Linked DNA regions of Zea mays: region 2 is linked to region 1. The links are chromatin contacts, called in public Hi-C maps. All regions are on one chromosome and are shown on one strand. Each heading gives the region's core, a stretch centred on a gene start, on an enhancer-like site or on the middle of the called end of the contact. The rest is flanking DNA. Distances are from core to core; before and after follow the strand shown.

Evidence for each region. Hi-C and Micro-C count contacts between places; a contact is called where the count stands out from the background.
Region 2: a contact with region 1 is called in a Hi-C map of ear, with 2.2 times the contacts expected there. The contact joins the enhancer-like site here to the promoter of LOC100192978 in region 1. A contact is called at or near these places in 2 of 25 Hi-C or Micro-C datasets (ear and tassel).

Annotation. Positions count from the first base shown.
Region 1 is chr1:241,028,176-241,034,574 of Zm-B73-REFERENCE-NAM-5.0, reverse strand. It overlaps LOC100192978 (CHY-type/CTCHY-type/RING-type Zinc finger protein), which reads right to left and starts at 4,325. Exons shown (of 11, transcript NM_001138152.1): 1 at 4,111-4,325; 2 at 3,893-3,980; 3 at 3,749-3,808; 4 at 2,658-2,690; 5 at 2,472-2,549; 6 at 2,312-2,355; 7 at 2,153-2,193; 8 at 1,967-2,049; 9 at 1,787-1,878; 10 at 1,567-1,678; 11 at 785-1,424. The coding sequence starts at 4,136. The coding sequence ends at 1,299.
Region 2 is chr1:241,192,803-241,199,383 of Zm-B73-REFERENCE-NAM-5.0, reverse strand. LOC103643510 (protein fluG) reads left to right here. Exons shown (of 19, transcript XM_035964276.1): 17 at 1-206; 18 at 385-527; 19 at 648-921. The coding sequence ends at 710. Among protein-coding and RNA genes, the nearest start is that of LOC103643510, 26 kb to the left of the region's middle. Within about 2 kb of position 2,178, at least 17 of the 20 cell types and tissues checked have an H3K27ac peak or open chromatin away from gene starts, as enhancers often do. A contact at or near this core is called in ear and tassel, where this site is marked.

The DNA of each region.
Region 1 (6,399 bases), core at 3,076-5,575:
CTACTTTGATTTTATGGCTAGCATCTTCATTAATATCCCGGTCTCTCTATAGGCTGATACTAAATATCTAAAGGTGTCCTTCCTAGACCTTCTAAACTAAGATCTCATTCCTCATATGTAGTGCTGAAATCGCATCCAATATATTCTATTTTAGTTCTACTAAGTCTAAAACCTTTTGATTATAAAGTTTCTTGCCACAACTCTAGTTTTCCATTTACTCATGCCCGACTTTCATCAACTAGCATTACATTGTCTGCAAAAAAACACACACCAAGGGTTATCCCCTTTATGTCCGGTATGTCCTTATCCATCACCAAGGCAAAAAGGTATGTGTTTAAAGCGGATCCTTGATGAAACACCCCAACCATCCATGGTCGCGCAGTCGAGAAAACTTCCTGATCTATTCTCACAGACCAACACGATTCTTTCATATGTGTTTTTTTGTCCTCACTGGCATGCAGTCAAGAAAACTTCTCGGTCGACCACCATCACAAAAATTTCTTTGGGCCAAACATGCTTAATCCTGGGGTTATTTCAAAACAGGCTTCTAAAAAGCAAGATGTGCATTATTGGTACGAGTATTATCGATCTTATTAACTCCAATTTTAAGAAGTCTTAGATCAGAATGTCACAATCCACTGAACTTCTCTTGACCATGTCTCTGTAGTCTCGTCATATGTCGTGTGACCATCCTGAACCTACATACGCCGCCCATATATGCCACATGCGCCATTATGTAACGGCAATGGCAATGAAAGGATAGAAAATATAAACCAATGGTTTTGAAGGGAGCACATCATTTTAGATGGTATTGTAGTGATCAGTATAAGTTTTGATGGCAATAAACGGATTTTCTCCATTTTATATGTATCTACTGCCCGCCATATATGCGCCATGTGCAATTATTCACATTCGTGGTGCCTGATTAGGCTCGGCCCAATAGAACTGCATGTTATTATTGTAATAGAAATAATCGGTTCTGTTACATACCGAGCCCACGGCCCACGGGTAATTTCGTTGCATTCGCGCCCTAAACATGAATAGCCCCACTAATCCTGCAGCTTGCCTAGGGACCTTGCGCCGGCCCCGATCCACAGGTGTGCTTACTGCCTGGACAGCACTCATGGACGCATTACATTTTACCGGAACATTACAAATGCTCCAGCACCAAACTCAAGACTGGACTACCAGGCCTGGTCTCGCGCTAGCCTTTAACCTTAAGCGCAGCAACGTCCTGCAGACAGATGATCGTTGGACGGCATCTCCCTGGCATTTTGTGACATGGCCTCTGGTTCGCCTCAGATCCTGGGGCACGCAGCCCTCGTCTCCCGGGTGTTGTACGAGCTGCACGCGGGGCACTTGTGCCCCAGCACGTGGAACCGCACGCTCGAGGTCGCGCTGCAGTCGTTGCACAGGATCCACACCTGCACTCACACCACAGCGTTCATTTGCCGTTCAGTTCCAGCAATCGGCACCCCGGACAGGTTCAGAGCTCGTCAAACAGCGAGCCATGGCTGTGGAAAAGATGTAACGGGACGACGAACGAGTGGGCGGTCGGCTTCTTACCATGTGCTTCTGGTAGATGTCAGGCATCGGCGTGGCCGCGACCTCCTCGTCGAGCTTCCGCCATGTGGCCGACATGTCGCAGGCGGACCTCGAGCACACTGGGCATGAGAAGCTGCCAAAGACCAAACAGGGCTGAGACTGTAAGGTCACTGCGACTAAAAGAGGATGTTGTGAGGTGGCACCGTTTCTCAGCTCCGAAGAGAACGGTATATATGCTTACTGATGGTGTGCTCTCATCTCGTTCATGCACTCCAAATGGATGGTATGCCCACATTGCAGCACGCTGATGTCCTTCGTGGAGTCGAACAGATACTGTGAAAAAAAACAGAGGGAAACCTTCTCAATATCAAGAGATTGGAACATTCAGAGTGAATGTTCCGTTGAAACGGAGGTCTCTCACCTCAAAGCAGACGGGGCAGTTGTGATGCATTGCTCTTTCGACGCAGTGGTGGGAATCCTTCAAGACATTGCTGTAGCAACACCCTGTCGGACGGCAACAAGGACACCAATAAGGGCGCGAGTGAAATCTTTGCTGCATAGCATGGTTACAGAATCTTAGCAGAAAGAAGTCCGCGCAGAAACTCACCACATTTATCACAGTGGAAAAAGTTCTCCACGCCGCCGGTTCTGCATAAACAACAAGAAGACGAGGAACCCGAATTTATCAGTTTTGAACGGCTGACAGAAGTTTTACACTTCTGCGCGTCAAGTCTTTAGACGTAGCCATCAGCGTGGTGGTGCTTACCTACATATTCCACATCCGTCACAGTGGTACTGGCCCTTTGAGACCTGGACCAAGAGCAGTACAGTATGTACGTGAAGAAGAAGGGGGAAAAAAGAAACGCAGTAAACAACGCATCGAGTTCAGTTTCTTTGTTCATCGTCTGGGATTCGAGTACGCTTACATCATCATCGAAGAACTTGCATACTTTACAGAAGTACTTGCCCATGCAGGCCCCACAGCTGGAGCAGTTCTGTTGCACCTGCCGATGGGAATGAGCAGTTTCCATGCAGTTAGCAGTAGTAGTACAGCCAAAAGATGCGTGCTCCTGAAAAACTGTTGTAGGAGTACGTTTTGGTAGACAACTTACGTCCTGTTCCTTGGAGCAGAGAGAACAGATCACCTGCGCAACAGCTCCAGTTAAGTCTCGATTCATATGAGTTCAGTGACAGAAGGGAACAGTTACTGGAATCGTTATCTTAAGAACAGGCATGCTGTGCCCATGGCCACCCAGAAATTTTTTTTTTAAACAAAATAGATGGATGGTATGATTCTATATGAATCGAAACAACATATATGCATCATCAGGAAACAGGATAGGAACGTTTATCGAATCAGGCATATACTCTCAAAAAAAAAAGGATAAGAATCGAACATGATTGCTTTAGCCGATCGACGTCAGATTCACTGCTAATAGGTCCAAAGACACCTGTCAGGACACGTCACTATATCCAGGTCCTCAACTATGCAGCACTCAAACTCAATCAAATCAGCTGGAAGCAGTTAGACCCTGTTCAGTTTGACGGTGAGATGTGCCTCTGACGGTATCCCTTTCTCATATATTCTCCAATCCCAGACGCCTGTCCTTGGCTTCAAGTGGCACCCGTGACCCCGGCTTTCTCTTGAAAAATCCTGTGGACCACGCAGTGCCGGCCACTTGGTGCGGAGCACATCGCGGAAAGCAGTCAAGTTTTTAGTGACACGCAAGTGAAGTGCAGAACGGCTCCCAGAGCACTGAGCTGAGCTGATATGGCCTTATCTGAAGAAGCTTTTAAGTGTGAGAAAAATCAGGGATGCCTAACCAAAAAAAAAAATCTAAGGTCGCTAGAACACTAAAAGCTAGTAGTAGTATAACCTTGTGCGATTGCGTTTCGTACTTGTCTGTAGAAGGGTAAGGAGGACAAGAAATCTTAGGAAAGGTTTGTGTTGGTCAATTGGAAGGGCGAGATTGGAACGGAACCGTGCGTGGGGGTGGGTTTCCAAAAGAGGAAAACCGCTGCTTGCACTCGACTACGCGGCGGAACAAATGCTCCATTACATGGAGAAGGAGAAGAGAGAAGGCGGCGCTCTTGTTTGTTTCTTCCTTTCTTTGCTCACGGTAATAACAAAGACGAACACGAGATAGGCAATGGTTGAAACAGGCAGGAGATTGCTCTTTGAGCAGAGGGAGGGAACGCTGACCTTCTTTATTTCGTGGCGGGGGATCTCGTGCCGGTCGCGCGGGTCGACCTCCAGCGAGTTCTGCCGGGGCACGGGACAGGGTTGTTTCAGAACATCTGCTGAACCGGAGCCGAAGCGAAAACGGAAGGAGGGAAACCACCGAACCTTGGCGTCGTTGTGGCAATGGCGGCAGCCGAAGGCCTGGCCGCAGCAGGGCGCCACGACGCTGCACCCACGGCTGTAATGCGCGCAGCTGTTGGCGGTAGGAGGACAGGCAGACAGAGGGAGAAGGCTGTGTCAGATGAATGAGATCATGAGATTGTTCCTCTTCCTAGCTCCTCCCTGTGTCCTGGATCGATCCATGGATTGCTTTGCTTGCTTACCCGTGCTGCACCGCCTCCGAATCCATCTCAACGACGCGCTCGCGCCCGCGCCTCGCTCCTCGCTTGGCCGAGGAAGGAGGAGGAGGAGGAGGGGAAGATGCGAAGCTAAGCGCGGCGGCAGGGCAGGGCAGGGCAGGGGAGATTGGGAGAAGCTCCCGCTCGTCCGCCCGTGTGAGGCTCCGAGGATTGGACTGGACGCGACGCGACGCGACGCGACTGCGGCTGATGGAGGCGCGCCCCACGCGGGCCGCTCCGTTTTATAGCCCCCACCCCAGGATATTGTTGCGATAGGATAGTTGCCATCGCCCATCCCGGGGGCGGGGATAGGTAGAGTTGGCTGCGCACACGGCGGCCCTGGCTCCATCGATGCATGTGGTCACCCATGACCCACCCACCCACAGGAGCACAGCTGCTGCCTGCTGCCTGCCGGGTCGAATTGGACGAACGTCGCCTGGCAAATAGGAGTAATAAATTATTGCTCCTGGCTAATCATAGAAGCTGATGCGCAGGTCGACAGCCGCGCGCCCACGGGATGACAGGCTGACGGGGACGCGGTTCGCCGGATTGGAGCGAGCCCGTCGTCGACCTTCCCTTTTATTATTGGTCTGGACTGGTCCTCTGGAGGGCGGATGGATGAGGATGGCGGGCCATGTACGCGTCGGATGGAGGAGACGGGCACGGGAGCGAGATCACGCCGCCAGGTCGGCCACCAGCAGCAGATCACTTGAGCTGGCCGTAGAGTCAGATGAGATGAGAGTCTCGTTTTGTTGCCTTCGGTTTGGTTTTCAAACGGTTTGAGGGCCCCGTGCGCGTGCAGTGACACCACCTCGTGGATTCATCCAAAGCGAAAATGACCCTCGTCCAAGTTCACGCAAAATCTACCTGCGAGTGTTCCCAAAATCGCCTCCGCCGCCTCCGCCTCAATGATTAGCGAGGGGAGGCGTGTCCGGTCCGACCTCGTCCTTCACGTTCTCCCTTCCTTTGGATATTTTTTGGAGCTCAGAAAATATCTTCCAGTTAGTCCACGATGAATAGGAAAATAACTGCTCAATGGTTGTCCGGTCTCGGTCTGATCGCAGTTCAACTTTGTCTAAAACAACCTGCACTACGACGATCGATCTAGGAGGCATTTTAAACAACAAGACAATCAGACACACGATCAAGAGAATAGTTTAAACGTTTATTTGCCTCATTTAAGTTTAAATTAAGATTAACTAGCGAACGATAAATATTCGAAAACGGAGGCGGTAAGTGATAACCTGTAAGGAAGTAGTAATTGCAAGTATACGATGACGGTGGATAAAAAGGTAACAACATATGTAAGGATCTGGTACTAGAGGACTATCCGTAAAATCTGAGCTCTAGATATGATTAGTAACTGAAGCGGCAAATGACGCTTGATGTCTGCATTTTTTGTGCCGGCTAAAAAACCTTCGTTTAAACTTTACAGGTGACCAAGATATTGGATAAGCTACTGTTTCTACTAATATGAAGCTCAGTCTAATAACTTGACATAAACAGTATAGTAATATATAAACAGCACAGTAATGTTAAGGATATATACAAACATGTGTTATTTGTAGGTAAAACTTCACTTAACGGTAATGATTGAGCAATCTTCAAACATTACCTCTAGACGAAGCTTCACCTAGGATGACAAATAGTGCTGACATACATGTATATATATACTCCTTTAAAGCACCAGTTTCATACGATGTGCGTCACATACGAAGTGCGTAGGTCTGTTTCTTCCCCGAGCTAATCGTCTAACAATGGACTGTTACACAGTCATGGGACCTGGGAAACCACTCAAGCCTAACACGACAGAAAATCACGCAAAGTGCAGCGCTCCCACATAGTACCACCTTGCTAGCTGAAGAAGGACGAGCAATTGAGCAGCCTATAAAAAAAGGGTTTGGACTCGTTTTCAACTCATATTTTTCTCGGTCTTTTGGCTGACAAGGTGTAATATATGTTATTATTAGTTTCATATATGATATATGAACCATATGTTCACTCTGATATTAGTTTTGTTTTTTTTTATTTTATAGATATCAAATATGATTGTGTATTGTTGCAACACACGAGCATTATACTACTATATACATATTTGTGTGTGTGACAGAACTATTTGTCACATAGGGTGATGGAACATAGGTCGTCACCTAGACCAACCAGTGATTGGTTCGCGCGCGCTAGGCCGCCACCTCCCATGCCATTATTAGCATGTGTGTCCCAACAACCTACCTCGTGTGATCCCCACGTGCCCCTGCGCTCTAACCGGGCGGC
Region 2 (6,581 bases), core at 929-3,428, 170 kb before region 1:
GAGTGGAGCTTATCTATGCTGGGGGAAAGAGAACAGGGAGGCTCCATTAAGAACCGCATGCCCACCTGGTGTGCCTCTTGATTTAGTCAGCAACTTCGAGATCAAATCCTTCGATGGTTGCGCAAATCCGCACTTGGGTCTTGCTGCTATCGTAGCTGCTGGCATCGATGGGCTAAGAAGACACCTTAAGTTACCTGAGCCAATTGGTATGAATTCCTTTATGCCAGGCCTTTCCTTTTGGTTATTGTTTCCAAAATTTATGCCTTGCTGGTAATATTTGGAAACAATCCTAACAACCAGATAAGTGATAAGCGCTCGGTACTGAATGAGTAAACATCATTACCACAGTATGCAAGTATCTTATGTGATTCGTGTTCTTTGTAGAATCAAACCCTTCTGATCACTCTTCAAAACTGAAAAGGCTACCGCAGAACCTGCAGGAATCTGTAGAATCGCTTTCTGCAGATAAGGTTTTGCATGAGTTAATTGGTGATAAACTTGTCACAACTGCTATAGCTATACGGAAGGTCAGCATTCTTTAATTTTCTTTTTTTAGCATGTTTAATCTCTTTTTTTATCGTTTTAGTTTTAAATATTCTGTACGAAAATATTTTATACTCCATCATTTGGGCATTTTTTCCCCGCAGGCTGAGATCAATCACTTTGCGAAGAATCCGGGTGCACTTAAGGATCTCATCGACCGTTACTAGGGCAAAAGAACGGAATGAGAAGCTACATCTTCTTGGACGTGGCAAGGGGTTTCACTGTATGACCAACCGAGAGACTGGAAGAATAAATTTTGTTCCAATGGTTAACTTCGGATTCTCATATCCTGTGACTGAACTTTTGTGACTGAACTTTTGATACCCAGTGTTTCTCTTATCAAATAATAAAGGTTATTTAAATTTTTAAAATGAGAAATGCTAGGTGTCTTCACCATGGTATTAAGGTATCAAAGAAAATGGGAGAAATAGGAGATAGACGAATCTCTAGGACCGTTGAATGAAGACGTTAATATAACAGTATATACAAAGGTACGGAGATACAGGTTGCTTAAGCATGATACTAAGTCTTCTACGTGGTGATTGGTGGTTGATTAAATGCAAGTGTGGGTAAATATTATATACTCAGATAATGTTTGATCTAAGGTCCCGTTTGGTTAGTCCCTCCATTTTAGTCTCATTTAGTTTCTAAATTGCCAAACGGTAGGACTAAAATAGGGACTAAACTGCTTTAGTCCTTAGTCCCTCAAAATGTGGCTAAAAGGGACTAAATCATATTAATTCCACATTTGTCCCTCATTTAGTTCAATTGTACTAATAGTAGGAGAATGTTAAATGCCATTTTAGTTTTCTTACGAGTCATTTAATATATTCTTACTAATTTTAGTCTCTAGAACCAAACATGTTAGAGACTAAACTTTAGTCCCCTAACTAAACTTTAGTCCCTAGACTAAAGAAACCAAACATTGCCTAACCCGTAAATATTGTTGTTCAAATATCTACCACGAGAGGGTGTTAGGAGAGGTACAATCATGTATGAGCAATGAGTTCTGTCTAGTAGAGGTTTAACTGCTTTTATTTTATCTAAGATGTACTATATGTGGAGTATGTCTTTGGTGAGTATGGCATTTCGCAGCGACTGGTATGGATGTCCATGTTAGCGAGTACAACATAGTTGATAACTTCTAAAAGCATATGCATTGTATAGTTCTTGCAAATATACCGCGTGATTGGTTGGGTGGTTGCTGGCGTCCAGGCCCACGGCGTCGCGTTGACCGCGCTCGGCTCCTGTTTGGATGGCTGCAGTATATGGCGCCTGCTTGCATCCGCGCGTGCAGCCTATAGCTTATTTTGCTCGCTTCGCCTGCATAAGCAGAAACGCAGGAAAGCTGCGTTCCCAGCGGCCCAGGCTGGCGCGAGACCGGCGCGAGAAGTGCTGGTAACTTACCAATCACACTGATAGCGACCCGAGCGTGGATACAATAATGTCTTGTGACCGCAACGTTATCTCTCGCAACAAATACGATGGACAGAATCTTAATTGATGCTTGGTGACACATGAAGTCGACCTGATTTGAGGCGCATGCAAAGGCTATGCCACCCGGCCACCCGGGATCGTCTTGTCCCAGGGGGCGCCTTGGGGAGTGAGGCTCGTGTATAAGGTCTTCAGCTCATAGGGCCTTGGGGTCTGGTTGGCATGGGGCTTGCCTCCCCGGATGTAGGCTAGCTCTGAGTTAGGCCCTCTATGGCTCGTGATGAAAAAATTTTAGAGCATTTTGCCAACATCCAGGGCATATCTATCCTCGAATGCTAGGAGTGGCCCCAGGGCCACCACTAGGCCCAAGGAGACATATAGGTGGAACTATTCTTCTCGCAGACGCTAGACAGAACAGGTCTGCAGTGCTGCAAGGGATATTATTTGCTTTACTGCCTTAACCAGTGGTCAATGAGTAAGACAATAGTCATGGCACATGATTCGAATTACAAGGGTGGTGCAACGCTTTATGTGATCTACTCGGTAATTCTAAGATAGGGAGAGAAGTGTGTCTTGAACCTTTAGGTGTTCCATCTTTCTTTTCTTTCACTACTTCCACAACACGTGCCGTTAAGCACGCTCTCTCTCTCCCATAACCAGGGGCGGAGGGCCCATTGTGGCTAGGTATAGCTCAAGCCATACCTAATTGAGAAAGGTGATAATGATCACAAATCATATAATTTATAACTCGCACTTGCACTTTAAGTATTAAGAAGTCATTTAAATATAATAATAGGCAAATGTAATTGTCTAGGTCTCTAAGACTTATCTAGCAAAATTATCAGTATAACATTTATTATCTATTTTTTTACCGCACACATGTTTCTTAACAATTTATTCTCATTTTAGACAATGTTCTACTTTTATATACGTTTGTGCATTTTTATTTTGCAATTTAATTAGTTTGTGTGCTAAATATTATACGTAGTAGAGCCATACCAAAAATTTTATCCGTCCTCCGCCACTGCCCATAACCGTTGTCAACTAATCGTAGTTGACCCATCCCTGATCTATCACGATCTCATGGAGGCTACATGTCGGCGTTTCGAGACCGGGGGTCCCTGGGCCGACGAGTGAAATGTCGCCGCGTGCCCCAGCCCAGATGGGTCGGCGCGAGGCCGAGCGCGAAGGGGGGAGAAAGGTGGCCGGAGACAGGCGTGAGAGAGGTGGAAATCCCGCGGCCTTCGTGTTCGTCCCGCGCCCAGGTCGGGTGCGCTTGCAGTAGGGGATTGCAAGCGTCCACGCGGGAGAGGGAGCGAGCGGCTTCAAGCGAGCGCCTGTCTCGTCCTCGTCCCCACGCGGCCAACCCTCTGTAAGAGGGCCCTAGTCCTTCCTTTTATAGGCGTAAGGAGAGGATCCAGGTGTACAATGGGGGGTGTAGCAGAGTGCTACGTGTCTAGCGGAGGAGAGCTAGCGCCCTAAGTACATGCCGTCGTGGCAGCCGGAGAGGTTTTGGCACCCGGTTCGTGTGGTGTCGTGGCCGTCGGAGGAGCGCTGGAGCCTGGCGGAAGGACAACTGTCGGGGCTGTCGAGTCCTTGCTGACGTCCTCTTGCTTCCGTAAGGGGGCTGAGAGCCGCCGTCGTCACAGAGCGTGCGGGGCGCCATCATTGCCTATCTGGCGGAGCGAGCCAGATGAGACGCCGGTCTTGTTCCCCGTAGCCTGAGTCAGCTTGGGGTAGGGTAATGATGGCGCTTTCTGTCGACGTGGTCGGTCCGCGCCCTAGGTTGGGCGATGTGGAGGCTCCTCCGAGGTCGAGGTCGAGTCTATCTTCCGTGGCCGTGGTCGAGTCCGAGCCCCTGGGTCGGGCGAGGCGGAGACCGTCGGCTGAGGCCAGGGCTGAGTGATAGTCGCCTAGAGGGGGGGGGGGGTGAATAGGGCGAAACTGAAATTTACAAATATAAACACAACTACAAGCCGGGGTTAGCGTTAGTAATAATAAATGAGTCCGCAAGAGAGGGCGCAAAACAAATCGCAAGCAAATAAGGAGAGTGACACGTGGATTTGTTTTACCGAGGTTCGGTTCTTGCAAACCTACTCCCCGTTGAGGAGGCCACAAAGGCCGGGTCTCTTTCAACCCTTCCCTCTCTCAAACGGTCCCTCGGACCGAGTGAGCTTTCCTTCTTCTCAATCAACCGGGAACAAAACTTCCCCGCAAGGGCCACCACACAATCGGTGCCTCTTGCCTCGGTTACAATTGAGTGTTGATCACAAGAGCAAAAGAGAAAGAAAGAATGCGATCCAAGCGCAAGAGCTCAAAAGAACACGGCAAATCACTCTCACTAGTCACTAGGGTTTTGTGTGGAATTGGAGAGGATTTGATCTCTTTGTATGTGTCTAGAATTGAATGCCTAGCTCTTGTAAGTGGTTAGAAGTTGGAAAACTTGGATAGCTATGAATGTGGGGTGGTTGGGGTATTTATAGCCCCAACCACCAAATGTGGCCGTTGCTGGGAGCTCTCTGTTCGATGGCGCACCGGACAGTCCGGTGCACACCGGACAGTCCGGTGCCCCCTGCCACGTCATCACTGCCGTTGGATTCTAGCCGTTGGAGCTTCTGACTTGTGGGCCCGCCTGGGTGTCCGGTGCACACCGGACATGTACTGTTTGATGTCCGGTGCACCGGCATGGGCGATTCTGACGTCTGCGCGCGCTGCGCGCGCATTTAATGCTGCGCAGGGAGCCGTTGGCGCCGCAGAGAGCCGTTGCTCCGCTGACACACCGGACAGTCCGGTGCACACCGGACAGTCCGGTGAATTATAGCGGAGCGGCTGTCGTGAAAACCCGAGGATGACGAGTTCCGGAGGCCGCGGTTCGTTGGCGCACCGGACATGTCCGGTGCACACCGGACAGTCCGGTGAATTATAGCGCGCCGGCCTCCGCGAATTCCCGAGGGCGAAGGGTTGAAGTCTGAGTCCCCTGGTGCACCGGACAGGTACTGTTCACTGTCCGGTGGCACACCGGACAGTCCGGTGCGCCAGACCAGGGGTGCCCTCGGTTGCCCCTTTGCTCCTTTATTGAATCCAAAACTTGGTCTTTTTATTGGCTGAGTGTGAACCTTTTACACCTGTATAATCTATACACTTGGGTAAACTGGTTAGTCCAAAGATTTGTGTTGGGCAATTCAACCACCAAAATTATATAGGAACTAGGTGTAAGCCTAATTCCCTTTCAATCTCCCCCTTTTTGGTGATTGATGCCAACACAAACCAAAGCAAATATAGAAGTGCATAATTGAACTAGTTTACATGATGTAGGTGCAAAGGTTACTTGGAATTGAGCCAATATAACTACTTACAAGATATGCAAGGAATGTTTCTTTCTTATATAACATTTTGGACCACGTTTGCACCACATGTTTTGTTTTTGCAAATTCTTTTTGTAAATCCATTTCAAAGATCTTTTGCAAATAGTCAAAGGTACATGAATAAGAGTTTGCAAAGCATTTTCAAGATTTGAAATTGTCTCCCCCTATTTCAAATGCTTTTCCTTTGACTAAACAAAACTCCCCCTAAAAGAGATCCACCTCTTAGTGTTCAAGAGGGTTTTGATATACCATTTTTGAAATACTACTTTCTCCCCCTTTTGAACACAATAGGATACCAAATGATAAAGACTTTTGGAAAGCACTAAGTTTTTGAATTTGGTGGTGGTGGTGCGGTCCTTTTGCTTTGGGCTCATTTCTCCCCCTTTTTGGCATGAATCGCCAAAAACGGAATCATTAGAGCCCTCTAAGTGCAATCTTCCCCTTTGGTCATAAATAAGTGAGTTAAGATTATACCAAAGACGAAGTCCTTTTGCGTTTGAGCTTTTACTCTCTCCCCCAAGGATGAAGTCCTTTTCCTTGATGCTCATTTCTCCCCTGAAGAAGAGAGAGTTGCTCGGAGTGGTGGCGAAGTATGAGTTACGGAGTGGAAGCCTTTGTCTTCGCCGAAGACTCCAATTCCCTTTCAATATACCTATGACTTGGTTTGAAACAAACTTGAAAACACATTAGTCATAGCATATAAAAGAGATATGATCAAAGGTATTCAAAAGAGCTATGTGTGCAAGCTTAGCAAAAGAAATTTCTAGAATCAAGAATATTGAGCTCATGCCTAAGTCTGGTAAAAGATTGTTCATCAAGTGGCTTGGTAAAGATATCGGCTAATTGATCTTTAGTATTAATGTAAGAAATCTCGATATCCCCCTTTTGTTGATGATCCCTAAGAAAATGATACCGAATGGCTATGTGCTTAGTGCGGCTATGCTCGACGGGATTGTCGGCCATTTTGATTGCACTCTCATTATCACATAGCAAAGGGACTTTGGTTAATTTGTAACCGTAGTCCCGCAGGGTTTGCCTCATCCAAAGCAATTGCGCGCAACAATGTCCTGCGGCAATGTACTCGGCTTCGGCGGTGGAAAGAGCGACCGAATTTTGCTTCTTTGAAGCCCAAGACACCAAGGATCTTCCCAAGAACTGGCAAGTCCCTGATGTGCTCTTCCTATTAATTTTGCACCCCGCCCAATCGGCATCCGAATAACCAATTAAATCAAATGTGGA